Regions from separate parts of the Mus musculus genome. Here regions 1, 2 and 3 are each linked to region 4. The links are chromatin contacts, called in public HiChIP or PLAC-seq, Micro-C and promoter capture Hi-C maps. All regions are on one chromosome and are shown on one strand. Each heading gives the region's core, a stretch centred on a gene start, on an enhancer-like site or on the middle of the called end of the contact. The rest is flanking DNA. Distances are from core to core; before and after follow the strand shown.

Region 1 (2,753 bases), core at 57-2,556, 620 kb after region 4:
TACAACAGATGGATAAATTCTCCCTCCCAATAAAATGTAGCCTTTGTACAGAGGAGAGAAAGACACTCTGATGACACCACCTGGAGTCAAAACTCATGTCTCTATACAACAAATATTGGTGACACCTGCCTGGGACTCAAACGGAATCCTCTGCTGTCCTGACACACTTCGAAGTGATTTTTAACACTCAGAAATGGCCCTTCCTTAGTCACAAAGCAAGAAAAGGAGATGGGCTTATAATTAATAATCCTGAGCTTAAGACCTAGCCTGTCTCCACACCAAAAGTGAAATCAACTCTCCAGGCTAGACCCCTCCCTCCATTTATGACAAAGCAAACTTTGTAAGAGAACACTAACTTATCCCTGCGCGCCCGGTGCTTCCCAGAGGAAACACCCTCACTTTGGTAAGTGCCACACGTTCCGGTGTCACCCTGAGCAAGTTACTTCTCTGAAACCTACTTGACTTCCTCACCAGTAAACTTACAAGGACAGCTGGAAAAACTAAACAAGCACTTATACCTAAGGTTTGGCACATAGTAGGACAACCATTAACATTTTCCTTGGCTTTCTTCCTCTTCAGTGCTGGGCTTAAACGCCAAGGGTAACCCCTGATCTCTGAATCTATGAACATTTCCTCATCTCAAAGGACCACAGGACTTAGCCCTTCCCTGTCACGATCTGGGTAGCACCCATGCATTGGTACCAGTGGCCCGTAAGCCAAGGCTCCTTTCTGTAGGGCTCATTCTGTGCACATGTGCGCGTGCTCACACACTCCTCCACAATGTCCCTACCCCCAGCCTAGCAGCCAGGGTCCCCAAAGAGCACCTCAATTACTTTATGGTCCAAATATGGAAACTGAGGCTCAGCCTGGAGATGAACTTGTCCAGGAGCTCGGGGAGTTGCTGAGACCCAATTCACAGGCTTCGGTGAAGTCTATTTACAAATGGTAAACTGAGGCCCGAAGACGGAAGTGACTTGCTCAAGAACACACAGTGGGTTGGTGGTAGGGCCACTTTCGCCGACCCTCCCTAGTCTCCGAAGGGCACTCTGGGTCACCACCACCCCTGAGGTGTCGCCACGGCGCTGACAACACACGAGCCGCACCAGCGACCGTCAGAGCAGACACCCGGTGCCACCGGACCCTTGCAGGGGTGGCCGGGCCGGCGCTCGCCTCTCACAGCCGGGCGCGCCCAGGGGGACTTGTTGCTCACCTGACCTCGCGCAGTCGCCCTCAGCGACATGAAGGGCTGGGCAGCCGGTCCGCGTCCCCACGGAGAACGCTCCAGCCTACTGCTTCGCGGGCTGCTACTCAGCCGGACGCCCCCCTCAGCGCGCTACGCCCCCAGCCGCACTCCACCGGCCTGAGTCCGCCATTACGCGATTTCCCCGCCCCGGGACGCAGCCACACCCCGCCAACCGTTCTGATTGGCTCCCTGCCCCACCCGCCCGGAGCCCCCAGCTATCCCATTGGTCTGAATCCAATGCCAATTAAATAAGTACGCAAAAGACGTATTCAAAGGTAGTGTCCCGGGAACTCCACCCGAGCGACTTCCGCAATCGGAGTAAACAGAGGCGAGGACAAACCAAGTGAAGTGGAGATGGGACTAAAGGTACATCGACGCCCAAGTTTAAGTACAAAAATATCTGCTAAGACAGGGAAAGACCTCGGCTAACATGTATTGAAACACGATTTATTTTTATTAGAGTCCAGAGAGCCAGCCTGTTTTTTGTGTAAAGAACAGGCCGAGCCTATGAACTTTCTGTAGACACCCCTCAAGTGGCAGATCGTTCTGTCCCTTCACGCCTTGTCCCAAGCGGGACCGAAAGTCGGGTGGGGGCGAGTGAGTCATAGGCTTCAGCTCACCCCAAAGGATAGGTATTCGGGTGAAGCTGGCATCCTGAGATTGGGAGCTAGTTCTGAGAGGCCACTGTCAGGTGAGCCAAACACCTGTCACTTCACTCTGCAACTTCGGACAACTGCTGCCTACCTAGTTCTCACTTTGTTCTACAAAATAGATGCAGTAGGCCCTGGCACGTCCCAGTCCATGAAGGTGGGCAGTTTGAGAATACACTCCCAAGTGACTTATAGAATACAAAATGCTGCGGCTGGGTGACAACGTGACGAGTCCGGCTTAGCACATTTAGTATACTAGAGCATCTCTGTAGAGCAGGTATTGGCCTCTTGTGGAAGAATGGATCTTAGGCAGGCTTTGTTACCGCCACGTCTGCCTCCCTCTTTGCTTCCTTTCAAAAAGGGTGCACGGTGTGAGGGCGGTGGGGTGGAGGTCACGACACGACACGGCTCAGTCAGTAAAGTGCTGCTTTGAAAGAATGAGGACCTGCGTTTGAGAACTCAGATTCCAAACAAAGCCTAACAGGCCCGATGATACTGACTTCGCAGCGCTGGGGAGGCAGAGACAGGCAGAGCTCTAGCTCACAGGCCCAGCCTAGCCTAGCCTGCTCCTCCAGACTGGGCCAATGAGAGAGCCAGTTACTAAAACCAAGGTAAAAGTTGCCTGAAGAACAGCACCTGAGGTGATTCTCTGGCCTGCACTGGTCCATCCTCACATACAACATACACGCACACATACAACACCCTGAATACTTGATACAGTTTTCCCGCAGCCACCCAGCTAGTTGGAAATGACCACAGAACTCAGACCTACACCACTTAGCATCTATTCCTGTATTTCTTACTCTGTGACATCTTGTCACCTGAAAATGGCTTTTTTTTTTCTCATCCCCTTAACAGGC
Region 2 (2,700 bases), core at 119-2,618, 740 kb before region 4:
GCTACCTCCGCGTCTTCCAGGACTGAACAAGAAACTATTGGTGTTTCACACTGCATTGTGGGTCTCCATTTGTACTCAGTAACGTGATCAGAATGGAAATGTTAAGGACATTTTCCCCCAAAGTTCAGACACTCCCACGGTTCCAAGGAGTACCCTGAAAGGGAAGATCTTCATCATGGTGTCCCCGGGTACCCAACAAGAACAGTCAGCTTGGGGAATCCACCAAGCCTCCTCTCAGTGCATAGCCTGAGGCAGCCTAAGGGGCTTCAGGGGCTGCTAGGAGGAAATCCCCCAGGTTAAGGCTGAGGGTGGTGGTGGGGCCTTGTCTCTTTTCCTATCTAGGGCAATCTGGCTTTCCTGACGCTAGGGAAGGGATCCAATATTCTGGCCTGGTAGCCCTCCCACCTCTCTAAAGCTTTCCTTGGGGGTTCCCCCACAAGGATCTGCAAAACATACCACACACACACACACACACACACACACACACACACACACACACACACACACACACACTTCCACCCCTGCTCCTTCTTGTCCCATTATAACCTCGCTCCTAGAATGCAGCACATAGCCTGTGAGGTTGGTTGTTCCTGCCCAGGGTGTGATCCTGCTGCACAGGCTGTCTCCCATGCCTAACTTCTGCAGACGACACTGAATTATTCTCCCCATTCCACAAGCCACAAGCTCATAGGCTTTACTCCAGCCCTGGTCCTCCTTCTCCATGGCATGCTACCTCTGGTCCTCCCATAATCCTTCTGCTCTCCCCACTCCCTTACAGTGACCCCCCCACTGCTCCTCCGGGGGTGGGGTGACCTCAAACGTTTCTTCTTCCGGTCCCCTCCTTGAGGCTAATTCCCTTGGTGACCTCTCCTCACCCCTACCGGGAGGTGCTCCCCTACATAACTGTCCGGCTGTCAGGGTCCTGCTGTCTTCGGCCTCGCCCCATCTTCTGCCACCTGCCCACTTCCGCCACTGGGCACCGCACGCATGCAGCTAGGAGCACACCCCCAACCCGCGTGCCGGGGGAGCACTTCTCTACTCCCAGCCCAGCCCAGCCCGGCCCGGCCCCGGGATCTCCAGGAGCAGTCTCACCTGTGGTCAGAGCAGAGCTAGGAGCTGTCTGCTGCGTCCCCCGCGCTGGAGTCGCAGATAAAGGGGTAGCGGCCACGCCCCAAGCCCGGAGGGCGGCGCTGGGCACCGGGAGCTCAGCCGCCTCCGCCAGTCTGCAGCTTCTCGCCTGGCGTTATGCAAGCTCAGACTGCAGGAGGGGTCACTCCACGACGCATCCCGGGACTTCCTGCGGCCACAGTACAGTCTGAAAATAGAAGGCCCAGAGAACCTAGGCTCAGATAAGAGGCTGCAGACTCCTGCAGAGTTTACCCACTTCCCCAAAGCGCAAGCTTCGCTCTGTGATAGTTGCAAGAGAGTCGGATGAGTGTCCCAAGAGCTCTGAGGCAAGCTTGAGCTCAGCACATACCGCTCATGCCTCACAGGGCTACTGTAGTCCAGATGTCGCTCTCCCTGGGGAGCTGCGTCCCAAACTGGGCTCTCTGGCTTATCAAAGTCTCATCCCGTGATCTCTGACATTTTCCCTGTCCTGATTTGTCTAGATCTCTGTCAGAACAACCACTCCTGGTTGTCACATCTTCCAGGTATGGGACCAGCAGAGAAGGTGAACAGCCCAGTGGGTTTTTATAGGCAGGGTATGCCTCCAATAAATACTTTCTTACAGTGCCTCATGTGCCTGCCCCTTCTGTGGTGTTCATACCTAACAAAAATGGAGTACCAGACCGGGTCTTGAGTAAAGAGGCCTGATTGGTAGAGGCTAGGGCCCTGTCCTTTACTGAGCTTTTGAGTCTAGAGCCCTGACACATTAACAGGATTGAAGCCTGTTGCTACCCCAGCTCACCCTGCGACCTTGGACAAACCTTGCTCTTTTGGGCCTCAGTGTTATAGAGATGGCAGTACCACTTGACAAGGTGTTTAGGTCAAACGGTGGACATGAAGGTCTTTGGAAACTGCAAAATTTCCCTCTGTACTGTGATGAGCATATTATCTTAAGAGAATTGTATGTGAGAGACTGGCCTCTCATTCAACAAATTCAGACAAACGCCCACATTTCCTGAATCCATGGGGCAAGCCGACAGGCCTGCCATCCCGTGCCTACTACTCTGGAGACTGAGGCAGGAGGATTATTTGAAGCCAGGAGTTCAAGGGCAGCCTGGGCAACATATGGTGACTGTGTCCTGATAGGATGAATAAAAATGAGAGACTTTGCAGACAGTGGTGGCAGCGGTGGCACACGCCTTTGATCCCAGCACTCAGGAGCCAGAGGCAGAGGCAAGGGATCTCTGGGTTCTGGGCCAGCCTACTCTATGGAGCTAGTTCCAGGAAAGCCAGCGCTAAACAAAGACATCCCATCTTAAACAAAACAAAACAAAACAAAACAAAACAAACAGTAAGGACTTAGAAGAAGCCTCGGACTCAGCTTCTATTTTTGGCAGGAAGGTCAAGCTCTCACTGCTTTGATTCTTTGTTTCCGGTTGGTTTGGCTTTTGTCAGAGGTGGTATGTTTTTTGTTCATTTGTATGTTTTTAAAGGCAGAGTCTCACCCAGCTCCTGCTTGGAGCTCACAAGTGAAGCAGAGGCTGAGGTCTCCGGCATACACCACCACATCCTGTCCCCTCTTGGTTTGTTTTC
Region 3 (2,788 bases), core at 289-2,788, 530 kb before region 4:
ATCACAGCAACAGGAAAGCAGCTAGAACAGGTACGTCCCTTGACGATCCCGTGACATTTTATGACCACAATAAACAAAAAGACTACTCTCATGAAGAGATCTCTTCCTAGTCCATCCTGTTTAACACTGGTAGCCGGCGTCTACTGAGCTTTCCTATTTCCCCCTACTTTCCAGGGCAGGAAGCAAGTCTTGACTGACTCAGTATTCCCAGAAAACGTGAGCACCAATAGGAGGATGGCCCTCAGGACAAACTCTGAATAGATTGCTGGGCTTTTATTAGGAGGGGCTGGAGGACGTTACACTAGGGTGCGAGTGGGTGTTCTAGGAAGACAACTTTTGGTCAATGTGGCAGGTGTTGGTTTCCTCGCCTATGAAAGCAGCAGGGTCAGTAGTAAGGTCTTTACTTTTGGAATATGGTTCAGATTATATAGAAAGTTGCCCAGACCCCAAATATTAGTTTCATAAGCAGATGACAAAGGATGATCCTGGAGGCACTGAGATGCTTAGGGGGCAATGAAGGCAGGATCAACCTTACTAACAAGCAGTAGGTACAGAATAATAAAGAAAAGAATGGGCGTTTCTGGCAGATGCTTACTCAATCTGTGTAACTAACGACGGGCCGGCCAGTTGGTCCTGGTTTCCAAGTGACTGTCACCCCGATCTCAGGGCAACTCAGGGTTATGACTGACAACTGCTGGGGGCATTTGAAAGGTTTTGTGCACGTATTTGAAGAACTCCGGGGGACTGCAGTCCTAGGAGACCTGTTTTGTGTCCGTACACCCGCCTAAAATGGGTCCCAACTCCGGTTCAGGCCAGCTAGGCTGCGCGCCGCAGCCAGGTAGGCCACACCCTCTCTCTCACCCAGCAGGACGCCCCGATCCTCAAGGCCGGGAACAATGAGGTTCCGGCTTCTTTAAGGGAGATACCACCGCGCCGGTGGGGCAGGGGACAGCATCCTCCCAGATGATCGCACCCAGGCCCGCGTCGCTGCCTGGGCCATTGTGCCACCCGCAAACACAGCTCGGTGCCTCGGAACGTAGGTGCAGCCAGCCTCCCAGCACTGGCCGCGCCTCCCCACGGACCCGCCGCCCAGTCCCGCCACCAGCGAGGAAGATGCACCGGGCATCCGGCCCCAGCGAACCGCGCGCTCCAGCCCGCCGCTCGGTAGGTCTGAAGAGGGCGGGCAGCGTAGCCCGCCACGGGGCACGAGCACCGCCGGCTCGGGCCAGCGGCCGCAGCTTCTCTGGGGTCCCGGGACGCGCCCCCCGCTGCGGCTGAGGGCGACCGTCCCCTGCCGCCACCCCTGCAGGGCAGCATTGGTCCGCTCTGCAGCGCGCACACCGCTGGAAACGCTCGGCTGTGCGCCGCGCCAGGGCAGCGACGGAGCGCAATGGCCAGAGCCCGCGGAGGAGAGGCGGGCGCTCGCCCGGCAGCAGGCGGCGCTCGGCTTGCGCACGCGCGCTACGGCAAGCCGGAGGGGGCGGGGCCCGGCGTGAGGGGGTGTGTCCGCGCACCACGGGGGCGCGCGCCGGCTTCTGACTGGAGGCCGCCGCGGCCGAGGGCGCGAGCTGCGCGATAATGGCGGCCTGCAGAGCTCATGAGAGGGAGAAGCGGCGGCGGCTGCCCTGAGGTAAACCTGGCCCTTCGCCGTGCCACGGATGCCCCGCAGTCAGAACCGGTCTCCCTGCATGTGTCTCTGTCCCCAGCAGGCCTGTCACGGACCTCTCAGTGGAGTCATCCCCGGGAAGGCCCGGTGCTGCGCCGGCCACCGGCCGGGGACTGCGGCCTCCGTTCCCGCCCGGGCCACTCCCGGAGTCCGGTCCCCTAGGCTGCAGCCGCCAGGAGTTGAAGCGACTGCGAGGCCCGCTCAGGGGCCACGGGAGGGTCCCTCGGGGTTTCCAGGGACGGCCGCCCGGAGTGAGCTTGCTGCTTGGCCAGTGAGCGCGCCTCGGCGACAGAGCGAGCACCGCTGGCCTTACTTGTCCCCGTCCCCGGCACCAGCAGGTGCATGTCCAAGCCGCCGGTGCCCAGCCCCGGAGGGAGAATGGCAGGCAGGCAGGCAGGAGGGTCCGGGACGTGCCATCGTAAGGCGCTCGGGTTCTCGAAGGATGCTTCAGCAGGGCGTCTCTCCAGCCAGGACCCCAAGGATTTGATAGACACCGTCCTTTCTTATGCAAGGAAGGCGTTCTTCCTTGGGGGGGGGGACCTCTGGCAAGTGGGAGAGGACAGGGGACCGCTGCAGAGAAAAGAGTCACTTGGAAGTGCCTAGTAACCGGGAATCAGCACAGAGCAGGACAGAATGGCCCGCCCGGTGACAGGAAACCTGACATTGGGGAATCCAGGAAGAAATTGAAGGGTAGGCGACCAATACAAGGAAGTAACTCAGGGCAAACCTCAGGAACAGTCATTTTCTTTTAAATCTGGCCAATGAACTTAAAGTAGTCGTTCCGGGAGTCTCCGGTTCCCGGGGCAGTCACTTTGTTTACCTGGTTGTGCAATGTAAATACAATCTTACTCTTCCTGGCCGGCGAAGACAGTGACAGTGAGTGAGGGAGCGTACTGCAGACTCTCCACTCAAAAGAACATTTCTCTGTGGGGCCTGTGCTCCAGCTTGCCTTTAAATGATTTCTCAAGGTACAGCGCCAAAGGACTTTGTCAGAGGATTCCCTGTGATGTATAGGATGCTCCCCCTTTGGCCAGAAAAGACCTAGAATTAAATAACTATGCTAAACAACGATAAAAAGGTAGTTGACTTACTTCATTTTGAGGGAACAGCTCTGCAAAAACT
Region 4 (2,700 bases), core at 64-2,563:
CCAAGGTACTTGCCTTTGAAGATTGGGCTACTGGCCATTGTGAGCTAGGTTCCCTTAGGAAGTGCTAATGGAGCTTGGTTTGCCTGGAGGACTGTCTTAAGCCCCCAACGCATCAGTAGCCACCATTTTAAGAGAAGTGGTGGGATGACCACGTTTGATTTTCAAACCTCCTGACACTGATCTGATCCGGTGGTTGGATTTGTTCACAACGTAAGTGCCTTTCTTTTCTCTTTTCCTCCTTTTCTCTGGCTAAGTAGACAAGATGCGGCTTCGGCCACTCACTCCACTTTTTATAGCCACACACTTCTGCCCTCTGACTTTAAGTGACCTGGGCAGTCCCCTCCCTTCAGTCTGTTGGTAAAATGGGGGGGGGGGAGATAATCCAGACCTCATGCCCCCAGGGCCTTGTCAGAGAGGGCTAATGAGGGCAGGGCACGGGAGAACCGATAGTTTGAACAATGGTCAGTCCTCCTTTGGGGCTAGCCAAAGGGGGGGAAAAGCAGGGCTCGCTCAGCTGGGTCTCTAGAGCAGGTCTGCAAAAGGCTTTGAAGAAGAAAAGTGCTGCGGAGGTGCTAAGTCGCAGCCAAGAGCCCAGGCCCGGTGCCAGGGGGTCAGGTCCCGGCCGCGGCGGCCGCGGTTTCGGGCTCAGGCCAATTTTGCAGGCGCGGGTAAAGTTCACGCGGCCCGCTCCCTTTGGAGCGGCCGGGAGGGGACAGGCCAGGCTGGGAACGCGGCGAGCGAGGCGGCGCAGGCTCCGGAGGCGCGGGCTCCGGGCCGGGTTTTCCCCGAAGCCTTCGGCGGCGGCGCAGCCGAGCGAAAGAGGCTGAGGGCTTGCCGCCGCCGCCGCGGCTCCTTCTCTCCCCTCCTCCTTTGTGAGGGGAAGGGAGCGAGTCCATTCCACGGCCTGCGCCCGCTCCGCGCTCCAGTCCTGGTTTTTCAGGCGGCCGCGACGGCGCTGGGTAAAATGGCAGTGCTGAGCCTCGTGTCGGAGTGAGGGGGACTCGGAGGAGAGTGGGGCGCTCTAGCTGCTCAGTCCCGCCGCCCGCCCGCCCGCTCTCTCGTTCGCTCTCTCGCCCGCCCGCCCGCCGCCAAGCAGCAGCCTCGGCCCGAGCCGCGGCCGGGGAGGCGAGGCAGGGCGCCCGCCAGAGCAGCGCTCCTACTCTGCCTCCCGGCGCCCCGTCCGCCGCCGCGCGCCCTCCAGCCCGCCCGCCCGCCCGCCCGTCCCGGGTCCCCCCTCCCCCCCCGCTCCCTCCCTCCTTTCCCGCCCCCTCCCCCTCGCCTCCCTCCCTCCCTCCCTCCTCCTTTCTCCGGCAGCAGAAAGCGGAGAGTCACAGCGGGGCCAGGCCCTGGGGAGCGGAGCCTCCACCGCCCCCCTCATTCCCAGGCAAGGGCTTGGGGGGAATGAGCCGGGAGAGCCGGGTCCCGAGCCGCCAGAGCCCGGAGCAGCTGAGCCGCCGGCGCCTCGGCTGCCGCCGCCGCCTCCTCCTCCTCCTCCGCCGCCAGCCCGGAGCCTGAGCCGGCGGGGCGGGGGGGAGAGGAGCGAGCGCAGCGCAGCAGCGGAGCCCCGCGAGGCCCGCCCGGGCGGGTGGGGAGGGCAGCCCGGGGGACTCGGCCCCGGGGCGGGGTGGGAGGGGGGAGAAGACGAAGACAGGGCCGGGTCTCTCCGCGGACGAGACAGCGGGGATCATGGCCGCGCAGGTCGCCCCCGCCGCCGCCAGCAGCCTGGGCAACCCGCCGCCGCCGCCCTCGGAGCTGAAGAAAGCCGAGCAGCAACAGCGGGAGGAGGCGGGGGGCGAGGCGGCGGCGGCAGCGGCCGAGCGCGGGGAAATGAAGGCAGCCGCCGGGCAGGAGAGCGAGGGCCCCGCCGTGGGGCCGCCGCAGCCGCTGGGAAAGGAGCTGCAGGACGGGGCCGAGAGCAATGGGGGTGGCGGCGGCGGCGGAGCCGGCAGCGGCGGCGGGCCCGGCGCGGAGCCGGACCTGAAGAACTCGAACGGGAACGCGGGCCCTAGGCCCGCCCTGAACAATAACCTCCCGGAGCCGCCCGGCGGCGGCGGCGGCGGCGGCAGCAGCAGCAGCGACGGGGTGGGGGCGCCTCCTCACTCGGCCGCGGCCGCCCTGCCGCCCCCAGCCTACGGCTTCGGGCAAGCCTACGGCCGGAGCCCGTCTGCCGTCGCCGCCGCGGCGGCCGCCGTCTTCCACCAACAACATGGCGGACAACAAAGCCCTGGCCTGGCAGCGCTGCAGAGCGGCGGCGGCGGGGGCTTGGAGCCCTACGCCGGGCCCCAGCAGAACTCGCACGACCACGGCTTCCCCAACCACCAGTACAACTCCTACTACCCCAACCGCAGCGCCTACCCCCCGCCTCCCCAGGCCTACGCGCTGAGCTCCCCGAGAGGTGGCACTCCGGGCTCCGGCGCGGCGGCGGCCGCCGGCTCCAAGCCGCCTCCCTCCTCCAGCGCCTCTGCCTCCTCGTCGTCTTCGTCCTTCGCACAGCAGCGCTTCGGGGCCATGGGGGGAGGCGGCCCCTCAGCGGCCGGCGGGGGAACTCCCCAGCCCACCGCCACCCCCACCCTCAACCAACTGCTCACGTCGCCCAGCTCGGCCCGTGGCTACCAGGGCTACCCCGGGGGCGACTACGGCGGCGGGCCCCAGGACGGGGGCGCGGGCAAAGGCCCGGCGGACATGGCCTCGCAGTGCTGG

The links. Promoter capture Hi-C pulls out the DNA fragments that hold promoters and counts their contacts. Hi-C and Micro-C count contacts between places; a contact is called where the count stands out from the background. HiChIP or PLAC-seq counts read pairs in DNA pulled down with a chosen protein or histone mark.
Region 1: a contact with region 4 is called in a promoter capture Hi-C map of erythroid cells, with 10 times the contacts expected there. The contact joins the promoter of Wasf2 here to the promoter of Arid1a in region 4. A contact is called at or near these places in 1 of 39 promoter capture datasets (erythroid cells) and 1 of 115 datasets of contacts at active chromatin or transcription factors (bone marrow-derived macrophages).
Region 2: a contact with region 4 is called in a FOXA1 HiChIP or PLAC-seq map of pancreatic cancer cells. The contact joins the promoter of Paqr7 here to the promoter of Arid1a in region 4.
Region 3: a Micro-C map of embryonic stem cells shows a contact between it and region 4, with 5 times the contacts expected there. The contact joins the promoter of Pdik1l here to the promoter of Arid1a in region 4. A contact is called at or near these places in 3 of 484 Hi-C or Micro-C datasets (cortical neurons and embryonic stem cells) and 1 of 115 datasets of contacts at active chromatin or transcription factors (pancreatic cancer cells).

The regions. Positions count from the first base shown.
Region 1 is chr4:133,129,186-133,131,938 of GRCm38.p6, reverse strand. Wasf2 (WAS protein family, member 2) reads right to left here and starts at 1,306. Exons shown (of 9, transcript NM_153423.6): 1 at 1,211-1,306.
Region 2 is chr4:134,495,429-134,498,128 of GRCm38.p6, reverse strand. It overlaps Paqr7 (progestin and adipoQ receptor family member VII), which reads right to left and starts at 1,368. Exons shown (of 2, transcript NM_027995.3): 1 at 1,093-1,368.
Region 3 is chr4:134,286,003-134,288,790 of GRCm38.p6, reverse strand. Pdik1l (PDLIM1 interacting kinase 1 like) reads left to right here and starts at 1,538. Exons shown (of 3, transcript NM_001163794.1): 1 at 1,538-1,630.
Region 4 is chr4:133,752,598-133,755,297 of GRCm38.p6, reverse strand. Arid1a (AT rich interactive domain 1A (SWI-like)) reads left to right here and starts at 1,313. Exons shown (of 20, transcript NM_001080819.2): 1 at 1,313-2,700. The coding sequence starts at 1,687.